3 separate regions of the Mus musculus genome follow, and regions 2 and 3 are each linked to region 1. Evidence: chromatin contacts called from public Hi-C data. All regions are on one chromosome and are shown on one strand. Each heading gives the region's core, a stretch centred on a gene start, on an enhancer-like site or on the middle of the called end of the contact. The rest is flanking DNA. Distances are from core to core; before and after follow the strand shown.

Region 1 (3,379 bases), core at 309-2,808:
GTAGAATGGCCCCTCAAACACCACTGGGGACTGCCAGGTACCCTGGGGTGTGTGGTACATACCTGCCTAAAATCAGCTCTAGGGAATATAGAAAAGGAAAGCAGTACGTCTACAGTTTGGTTCACTTTGGAAGTCTGAAGGAATCCCCACTTAAGGCCCTCACTGTACTCACCCCCTCACCTCCTGTATGTTGAGCTCGGTGTAGACGCCAGAACTTTTAAGACTGGCTACTGTGGCTTAAGCCATGCCCGGGGGGGGGGGGGGGGGTACGGGACGGGACACGGGACCTTTCCTCACACAGCTCTAGGAGATGCTGCTAAACACTGGGAGATGAAAGCAGGCAGGCACCCTTTAGTCAGTGCAGTACTAGCCAGGATCAGGCAGCAGCAGGACAGGGACCTAGTTAGTCCCTGGTTATCCTTCTGCTCGAAACAGCTTGGCCTTGTACCGAGAGCTCAGTTATTTCAGCCTAACCCTGCTTAAGGCACTTAAGGCACTTCCCATGATGCTTTAGGAAAGAGAATGCTCAGATGATGGGCATTCTGTGGTTAAGTTTCTAAGCTTGTGCCCTTTCTGTAGTCAGTATTCAGAGGGACACCTGATGAAGCCTTGGACCCCGGAGGCTCTCCCAGCCTCCGATGATTTCCTAAAGACTCACACTATTTAGGTGGCATATTTGTAGACTGTGTTCTTGACCAAAATAATAATTTTAGACAGCTATCACGAAACAGGCCCTTTGCTGGTTGGTAACCAGTGCCATGAGCGACATTGGGTGTTTGGGGCCCAGCAGAAATCCAGTGATTCCCTCAGGCCTTAAGCCGCTCTTGTCACGGCTGGTGCAGGGTAGATCAAAGCACAATTTAGCTTTTGGCTAAATTTTTTAAAGTGAGGACACACTTTAGCCAGGGTCGGTGTGCGCATGGTGCTGAGGACGTGACCAGGTAGGGCTGGCGTGGTTCTGCAGTGCATGTGAGGTGTTGGTGGGCACCAGGCAGGCCTGGGGTTCTGTGCTGATGGAGCCCCTGCCTTTCTGCCTTGTCTGTGGACAGAAGAAGTATGTCTACAAAGCCAGCTAAACCCTTCTGCCTGCTATACACTCTGAAGGTCAGTTTGGAGCCTCATTCATTCTAATTAAAAAAAAAAAGGAAACCGTCTCCATCGAAGTCTGGGGTAGCATTTTCAGAAAATTGCCCTGTTATGGGCAACAATTTCAGACACCTTCAAACACTCGATGTTTACCTGTGTGAGGAAGAATCCCGACAACAAACATGCAAGCAACTGTCTGAAGCTCATAAGTGATTGTTTGGAAGCGGCAAAGACAAGTCTGAGAGGCCCTGGCTGTCACTGGTGAACATCCCATTTGAGCACCGTGGGTCTGCAGGGACAGCCAACCATACAGACCTTGAAAGGGGCGCCAGGCTCACATCCATGTAGACACTGGGACCTTTGCACTAAGGCTGTTCACTCAAACTGGCGCCTGAGTTGCCTCTGGGTCCCAAGGCCATGATTGGCAGCCCCTGTCATCATGGCCCAGCCTTGCCTGTGCCACCCACTGAGTCACGACTGAGCCTGAGGTGTCAGAGAGGGAGCCAGTGCCAACACGTCACCATCTGCTCTACCAGTCTTCAGACCACTTGAGACGTTAAACTTGGGAAGTGCTTTTTCACAATGCCGTGGGGAGAACAGGCAGCCAGGAGGCAGCCTCAGATGTAGGGCCATCCATCTTTCCCCACTTCAAACTCCAACTCTCAGATACAAGTCCTGGCAGCACTCTGCCTTCCTCCAGACTGTCCTGGTCCTGCAGGAGGCTTGCTAAGCCCAGGGGCCACCTCCCACCCTCTTCCCACTTAACTTTTATTCTGGCAGGTGTCCGTAACATGCATAGTGCTTTGGTGGCGCCTCGTCTATTCCAGAGAACCCAGTGGCCAGCTCTATCCACTGCCTTTATGGACAAGCTCGGAAGCCTGTGTTGAGCCTACTCTGTCCTACTCTTCCTGTACTGGAAGCTGCCTGCGACCAGTTTGAGCTGAACAGTTACCACTGGAGTTAATATTATGTATGATCAATCCCTCAAACCCCAGTGAGCATAAAGAAAGACACAGGTGTTGTAGCATTTTGAACATCCTCTTCCCTTTCCAAGGTTTTGCTCAATTTAGAAGTGATGGAGTCAAGATTTATTCCAGGTCTGTGTTAGCACATGGAAAGAAAATGACTTTCTGAAAAGCTAACGGAGTAGGCTCTCAGTGAGCCTTGGCTCTCCCTGTGGTCATCCTGCCAATATTCTTTCAGAGGACACTGCAAAATCCCCCACTTTGCATCAAGGGAATAGGCTAGGGATAGAGCCAGGTCATGCCAGCATTGAGTCAACTTGAGGCACAGGCTGCCAGGGTCCCCCTCACTCAGAGCACCACTACCCAGTCAGTGAGTCAGTCTTCCTAAAATGTCTCTGACTTGCCACCAAAGTCCAGGTCAAACCCAGAGAGACGTGAGCAGTTGTACCACTGTCTGGTTCTTGCCAGGTACTTTGAGAAGTCACAGCTTAGAAGCCACCTTCCATTCCTTCACCTGATTTATCCAACGATCTTACATTCTCAGGGTGAGCCTCCCCACACCCTTGCAGCAACCCAAGGGCTGAATATCATTCCCATTGTACAGATGGGCAGTCGGGCCCATGGAGGTCAGTAGGCTGGATGACCAAGCTGTGCTAGCTCAGGTCCCAGCTAAAGTGGCCTTAGGGTCCAGGGGAAGCCTACAGGGCCTCGTGGCAGGGCAGATGTACCCACCTCAGCACCTTGTGGGAACTCAGCCTCCCTGGGCTCTCAACTTTCTCTCACAAAAACGTGATGTTCTGATTTCTGCAAGCTCGAACTCATCTATGTTTGATAATACATTGCCGTCCCTTAACGGGGTTAAGGGAGGGCCCTAGACCTCAGGTCACCCTCCCTTGGCTCTTCAAGGTCATAGTCACACATGACTATGTATGGCTGCACAGATATTTAAGTCTGCAGTAACTCTGGACAGGATGTGCCTTTGTGGACCCTATGCACAGCTTTTCTAGGGAGTTGTACCAGGTGGTGGGGGGGGGGGGGGACGACACACGACGGGACATCAGTCCAAGCACTGCAGCTCTTCCGTCTTATAACTGGTCCTTTTCAGCTATCTTTTTTTTTTTCTTGTTTTGTTTGCATCTGGCCTCTGCTGACAGCCCTCAGTCTGCGAATGTCTCCACAGGCCATTCTACAAAGACTGCTGAGAAGAGCAGCCCCCCCCCCCCCGCCCTGCTGTGCTGTAACAAGAGCCAACCAAAAACTCAGTGTAGAGGAGAGCAGAGCCCCCAGATTGGGCTCACCTGTGCTCCTGGGTACCGCAGGAGAGCTGG
Region 2 (3,379 bases), core at 573-3,072, 3.2 Mb after region 1:
CCCTTCCCTTTTCTTCTCCTTTCCCCCTCCCCCTCCTCGCTCATCTTCCCTTCTTCTCTTCTTTCCCCTATCCTCTTTTCCCCTCTTCTCCTCTTCCCTCCCCACTCCCCTCCTCTACATTCCCCTCCCTTTTCCCCTCCCCTCTCCTCTCCTTTCTCCCTCTCCCCTTTCCATTTTCCTTCCCTCCTCTTCCCTCCCCTCTCCTCTCCTCCCCCTCCTCGCTCATCTTCCCTTCTTCTCTTCCTTCCCCTATCCTCTTTTCCCCTCTTCTCCTCTGCCCTCCCCCTCTCCTTTTCTCCTCCCCTCCTCTTTTCTCCCCTCCCATCCTCTCCTCCCCTCTATTCTTTTCTCCACCCCTCTCCCCCTCATTTCTCCCATTCCTCCCTTCTGTCCAGCCCTATTCCTTTCATACCTATTCCCATACTTTCTAGTCCCTACAAACAAAAAGTACACCCCTGTGGCGAAGCTAGCTTCCATGGTCAGATCACTGCTCTACAGCTGCCCCACACTGAGGCCCATGTTCTGTTCTAGTTCCCTGAAACCACAGTGATTTTGGGGAAGGAGGATGAAATAAAACCCTACCCACTGCTCATACTCAGTATGTAGGGAAGAAACAGGCTCTGCAAAGATTGCTGAGCAAAATCCCTGCTGAGATAGTTGAGAGTCAGTGCAAAGAAATGGTAGTTTAAATCCACAACAGGGGGGTGCCAGACTGTCCTTGCCTGAGGCTTTTCTGGTCAGAGGACTGTGCCTGCCCACTCTATGTACTGTTTAAGCACCCACCCCACCCCCAGATCCTCTTTGTAGATTAGCCAGCCCTATGGTAGCTCAGCTTGTCTTTGTTCAATCTAAACCTCAAGCTTGTCTGAAATCTTACAAGATAGGTGGAAATCAGAATGGGACACGGGCTGTGGGTGGCTTTGGCAGTACGCGTCTCTATTAAGTAGACTCAATTTAGTACTGGGTAAAGGGAAAGACGAAATTAGAATCGTGGTTGGCAGAAATAGTCTCCATCTGGCACTGTAATTACACACTGTCTTGACCTGAGCAATCTTTGCTGTTCCAAATGCTGTTTCCTTTGGAAAGCAAATTTTAAAAGACGCTGTAAACCACAGGTTAGGAAATACATGGTTCCAAATATCCACCACACCTTTTAGACAAGGGAGTCGTATCCTGCTTCTCTATTATGGCTCTGTCTTTTATAATTAAATGAACTCTCTAGTCACCCGATGAATGTCACCTCTTTACAGCGGGATAAACAGAAGAGATCTCCGGGTCTATTTTCGCCAGTGACATCAGACACTATTTCGATGGGGCTATGACTCAGTATCCTCCTTGGCGCCCTCACTCCTGAAGTTCTTTTAAGGGTGAGCCTGGGTTGCTGCCGGCATGCGGCATTTTCAGAGCCTCATGGAGCTCTTTATATCAACCCTTGACTTCACCTTCAATGCCAACAGGAAATTGTATATGGCTCTAATCTCCCCAGTAGAGCTCTGCCAGAAAGCCGGGTTCTGTGCGGTATAATGGCGCCACCTACTGGTCACACGTGTCCTCCTTTAGCCTGCCTCCGTTTTGTTTTTTTGGTGTTCTGTTTCCGTATTCTGATGTGTCTGTCCTCAGAGACTTTGTTTTTAGCTTTTCTACTTCGCAGCTGCAGCAAGCTGGACTGATAAGCAAACGATATCACCACCTGATCGTCTGTTCTATAGGTCCTAAGATCTTACCGCTGACGGGGGAAGTCATGGACAGACACCAGCTTGACTTGATGACTCTGTCCTTGAACCCAAGCAGCCTGATAATCCAGCCTGATGATCCGGGCCGAGCCTCACTTCCCTTGCCTCAGCCAAGCGGCCGTGCAAACCTTCACTAGACCCCAAACGCCCTTCCTACTCCCTCAACGGGCACCTGCTCTCCTAGGCATCCACACAAATGGATTGCTTTTAAACAGAAAATGACACTGACTGTCACTAGACGTAACAAGTGCCTTATGTACATTTCATTGGAAGCACAAGCTGAAATTAGCCTGTCAGAATCTTACTTTTCTGGATGCCAGTGTGTCGTGTGGCAGAATTAGCTCAAGAGAATAAAGAGCAGGCTTGCCTGTCAGAGAGCTTCTCTCCACAATTCTCTTGCTTTGTGTGCCTGGCTTAATTCAAATGCTTTTTTCATGCTTGAAGGGGTAGGTGTGTGTGTGTGCGTGTGTGTGTATGTGTGTGTGTGTGTGTGTGTGTGTGTGTGTGTGTGTGTGTGTGTGTGTGTGTGTGTGTGTGTGTGTGTGTCTGTGTGTGTGTGTGTGTGTGTGTGTGTGTGTGTGTGTGTGTGTGTGTGTGTGTGTGTGTGTGTGTGTGTGTGTGTGTGTGTGTGTGTGTGTGTGTGTGTGTGTGTGTGTGTGTGTGTGTGTGTGTGTGTGTGTGTGTGTGTGTGTGTGTGTGTGTGTGTGTGTGTGTGTGTGTGTGTGTGTGTGTGTGTGTGTGTGTGTGTGTGTGTGTGTGTGTGTGTGTGTGTGTGTGTGTGTGTGTGTGTGTGTGTGTGTGTGTGTGTGTGTGTGTGTGTGTGTGTGTGTGTGTGTGTGTGTGTGTGTGTGTGTGTGTGTGTGTGTGTGTGTGTGTGTGTGTGTGTGTGTGTGTGTATATGTGTGTGTGTGTGTGTGTGTGTGTGTGTGTGTGTGTTACCCTTCTAAACTTCGAAATTATCACTGCATGAGTGTGTGTGGTGGGGGGGGGTGTTGGGGTGAAATTGCCATTTCCTATAAGGTCCCAATGCTTTTTCCCCCTTTTACTTTATCTCTGCAAATGAGAATTTATCAAAGGCTAAGCCTTAGTCTTTTGTGATAAAAAAAAAAAAAAAAAAAAAACCTAACAAAGTATGCCGGTGGGGGGAAAAAAAATATGTAAAATTCACATTGCTGCTGGAAAGATCAAAGCTTAAGGATGCTGCCCAGAATGACTGATTTCCCGTCAGCTCCGAGGCTTCAGGACACCAGCGAGCTCTTCTGTGAAAGCAAGGTGTTAGAAGCAGGTGTCTGAGATGCTTAGGGCTGTTAGAGGTCTCACTGGTCTCTCTGGTATGTTGCCCCCTTCTGGCAAAGGGCAGCTTATAATCTGATCCTTCAGAGAACAGCTTCAATGCATACTACTCACATGAACAGCCGCTACAGACCTAACACCACACAGATGAGAGTGTTACAAACTGAGATTGTTCCAGAATTGATGCTCAAGTTGAGTGAGTCCACTTTCTGCCAAGTAAAGGAACACCAGAGAAACTTAAAAAAAAAAAAAAAAAAAAAAAAAAAAAAAAAACAGAAACAAGGGTTGTTTGTGTTTGTAGTTACACGCCTGGCTTTTGGGAAATAGTGGTTGACTCTATCCTTGTTGCCTGT
Region 3 (3,379 bases), core at 427-2,926, 3.1 Mb after region 1:
TCCACGATTCCATTGACAATACTGCGTTTTTAAAAATATCTGCTCTTTTTTGGTGTGTTTTCTGATGCAAGCTCTTCAGAAAGCAGGAAAAAAAATAATAACGTAGGATCAAAGAGTCTTAAAAACCGGTAATAGAAATTCCATAGTGACTCTGCAGCACCATCTAGTGTCTCGGGAGGTTATGACACTCTTTCTGGCAAGGCAGATCTTCATTGATGCTCCCGGAATGCTGATGAGAAAAATCCCACCACCCCTTTCCATCTCGTCAATTAAACCCTAATTTAATTAAACCTGTACAAGGCCAACTGCCATCAATTTGTTAAATCCTATAATTTCCCAAACTCCTCTACTTTGAAAAATCATTAAACCATTAAAATACAGCTGGGAAGACCTGGAGAATCTCTGACTGCGGTTTTAAGGACAAAGTGAAATTTGGCTCTGGGCACTATCTCTAATCATATTATGTTAGAGGGTATTTCAAAATAGTTCTGGGGGTAAATTTTTATTAAATATGGGGAGATTGTGAATGGTCAACCAAGCAAGAGTTGTTTGTTTGTTTGTTTGTTGTTAGACAGGGTCTCATTTTGTACCTGGCTGACCCAGAACTCATTATGCAAACCAGGCTGGCCTTGAGCTCACAGACATCTTCCTGTCTCTGTTTCCCAGATGATGAAATTAAAGGCTTATGCTTCCTCATGCTAGGAACTAGTTGCAAAAAAAACACTTTCAACCAACATATTGTGTTTTGGTTGTGGGGTAATATAGACTAAGAAGCTCAAAGACGGGGGAAACACACATACCCCCTATTTTGTTCTGTGATTTCCCCCACGCCTTTAAACTTTATTTTTCTTTTTTATGTAAGCAGGATGTCCCATTCAGAGAATGGTGACCTCTGAATTAATGTCATAGATTTGTAGTAAAAGGGATAGATGCTAGTCATGTATGATTATAAATCAAAGATGTTGTTCTGGGGTCAGTGACACAGAGGGCACATAGGACCACTCTGATGAGGGAACGGAGTTTCACTGTGGTGGGAGCCCAGAGCTCTGCTGCCATCTGCTGGTCCAGCATGCATGACACATGTGATCCATCTTTCCTTAGAACTAGTCTCATTTTAGGTCACAGCTCACCTTGGGCATACACGAACCTGTCAGCCCTCTCTTTGTATTCTGATTCATCTTAGCTGCAGGCATCCCACAAACTGGCAGACACGCAGAGAAACATTGAGAGCACAGGTGGAGGGCGGGACGGACCTAGTGCCCTATTTAAACTGATGGATACATTTAAATGAAATATACACGAGTTAGGGAAGGATGTACCGAGCGAACCCGTGGTAAATTTCAGATCATTATTTGATGCCGCTACTTCGCCGTTTGTCTTCTTTGCCCTCGCGCGGTAAACCAATGTGCCCTTTGCAGTTTGACATGAATATGGTTTATTTTAGCTAAAAATCCAAGCCGGCCCTAGTCACTCTCGCTGTGAGCATTTTCAGGCTCTCCTTGCAATCCCAAGAGTACAGAAAATAAATTTGACACAATGTTTCTTTTGTCTTCCCCCACCCCCCACGCCTCTGGCCAATTGATTCGGAGCTCTGTTTCTGTCTTGCCACTGCTGCCTCCAGGTCGAGCTGAGATTTCCGTAGCTTGTTAAGCTAATTTGGGTGCTGAGCAAGGACAAGTCCAGAAAGCAGATTCACAAAGCAGAGACTCACAGAAGCGGGGCTGTTGTGCTATGCTGTTTAGAAGCTGGCAAACGTGCCCTGGATCCTCCTCAAAACATCCGGCTGAGACAATGCAGTTTCGGGCTCACAGCATTGTTCCTGGAGAGACCTGAAGATCCCTGGAGGCTCCGGAAGCCATGCAAGGAGCGACCCCAGGGGAGCTGTGGTTCCCAGGCCTCAGAGGTGAAAGACAGTGGCTTGCAAATGCAGCGCCTCAGAGGTGAAAGAGACAGTGGCTTGCAAATGCAGCAACAGCATCCCATGAGTGCAGGGGAGCGCTCTGGGTGGAGCAGAACAGTAAAGTTCATAAATTCAGCACGTCAGAGCAGCCTGTCTCCCCTATTTACTCTGCAAGTCCGTGACATCGCGAGCGCTCGCTACTTTACTTTGTCTTAATGCTGGCGCGTTAACCTCTGAACGGTGACTTTCCAGCCACTAGCCTGGAGGCTGTAAGGTGCTTCTGTGCCTATTTTTAGCCTCTTTTCCGCGAAGAAAAGAGAAAATAATAATGTCTCGTTCCGGGGATCCTTCTCAAGCATGCACAGGATCCAGGAGGCAACAGTAACATCCCTAAGGAGCCAGTCTCAGAAGCAGGTGTGGGGCGCCCTCTCTCTGTTATCAGAGAGGGTGCCGGAAAGCAGCTGGGCCACAGCGGGGCACTGGGCAGGATCGCTACGAGGAATTCAATAAGGTTGGCTGCAGAGTTTCAGAGAGCAAAGTGGGGGAGGGGAACTCTGAGTGTGCTGTGCCTGTTCCCTTTGGGCTCCTCTGCCCACTGTGCTGTCTCAGAGGGACAAAATCAAGCACAAAAGAGCCCTAGAAATGTGTCATGTGGGCCACACCCCCAAACCCCCGACCCCGTTCATTTCTGAACAGAATTATCAGAGCAGATGACCTTTTTCTAAAATGGTGCTTCTGAAATGAGTCTATCCTTTGTTTTGTTATCAGAATCATACGATGTGAAATTAGAGAAATGTGTGAACGCAAAAGGATTCTAGATGAAACCCACCCAGAGCAGTATTTTCTGTATTTTGCATTTTTCACGTAAACTCCTTGATTATGTACATATACATGTATGAGGAATGTTGATGCATGGGCTGTGTCTATATTTTTTCATAAAGCATCTCACATATTACCTTTAAATGGCTGCCATTTCTTATGGAGTAGTGTGCATGTGTGAATGTGTATGTGTAGATAATATTTAGATATAAGGATAATAAGTTTATCTATATTTTAATATTGGTCTATATTCATATTTTTCTGGGCTCCGTTCTCAGCAGTAGAAATGATAGCACCTGTATTAATACCATAATGGTTAATATGTGTATGTGTATATGAATATATATACACATACTTACATGTGTGTATATATGTATATAGATGTGTGTGTTCTGTATGTGTGAGTGTGTTGTATATGTATAATCAAAATGCTTTCACAAAATGAATGGAGTAAGCATGGTGATACAAGCCTCGTGGTAATTCCAGGACTCACCCAGTTAAGAGAAGTGAATGCCTCACAGTTAAAGGTCAGCCTGGATGACCAGTAACTTTCAGGTTAGTCTGTTTTAAGATTTGAGACCATGTTTGAAAACCAAACAACACAGCAGCAAAAGATAAACAAATAATTTGACCGTCCCCAGACTATAAAACACTGACGCG

What was found. Hi-C and Micro-C count contacts between places; a contact is called where the count stands out from the background.
Region 2: a contact with region 1 is called in a Hi-C map of cerebral cortex, with 2.9 times the contacts expected there. The contact joins two enhancer-like sites. A contact is called at or near these places in 6 of 484 Hi-C or Micro-C datasets (CD4 T cells, cerebellum, cerebral cortex and 2 more).
Region 3: a contact with region 1 is called in a Hi-C map of cerebellum, with 2.1 times the contacts expected there. The contact joins the promoter of 6530411M01Rik here to the enhancer-like site in region 1. A contact is called at or near these places in 6 of 484 Hi-C or Micro-C datasets (the HL-1 cell line, the N1E-115 cell line, cerebellum and 3 more).

What each region holds. Positions count from the first base shown.
Region 1 is chr17:12,220,325-12,223,703 of GRCm38.p6, reverse strand. No RefSeq gene overlaps it. Among named protein-coding and RNA genes, the nearest start is that of Gm46605, 43 kb to the left of the region's middle. Within about 2 kb of position 1,558, at least 22 of the 459 cell types and tissues checked have an H3K27ac peak or open chromatin away from gene starts, as enhancers often do. A contact at or near this core is called in cerebellum and cerebral cortex, where this site is marked.
Region 2 is chr17:9,030,069-9,033,447 of GRCm38.p6, reverse strand. No RefSeq gene overlaps it. Among named protein-coding and RNA genes, the nearest start is that of 1700010I14Rik, 43 kb to the right of the region's middle. Within about 2 kb of position 1,822, at least 64 of the 459 cell types and tissues checked have an H3K27ac peak or open chromatin away from gene starts, as enhancers often do. A contact at or near this core is called in cerebellum and cerebral cortex, where this site is marked.
Region 3 is chr17:9,166,319-9,169,697 of GRCm38.p6, reverse strand. 6530411M01Rik (RIKEN cDNA 6530411M01 gene) reads left to right here and starts at 1,676. Exons shown (of 3, transcript NR_027881.1): 1 at 1,676-2,411. It overlaps Gm52287 (a long non-coding RNA gene), which reads right to left. Exons shown (of 2, transcript XR_003952250.1): 2 at 1-3,379.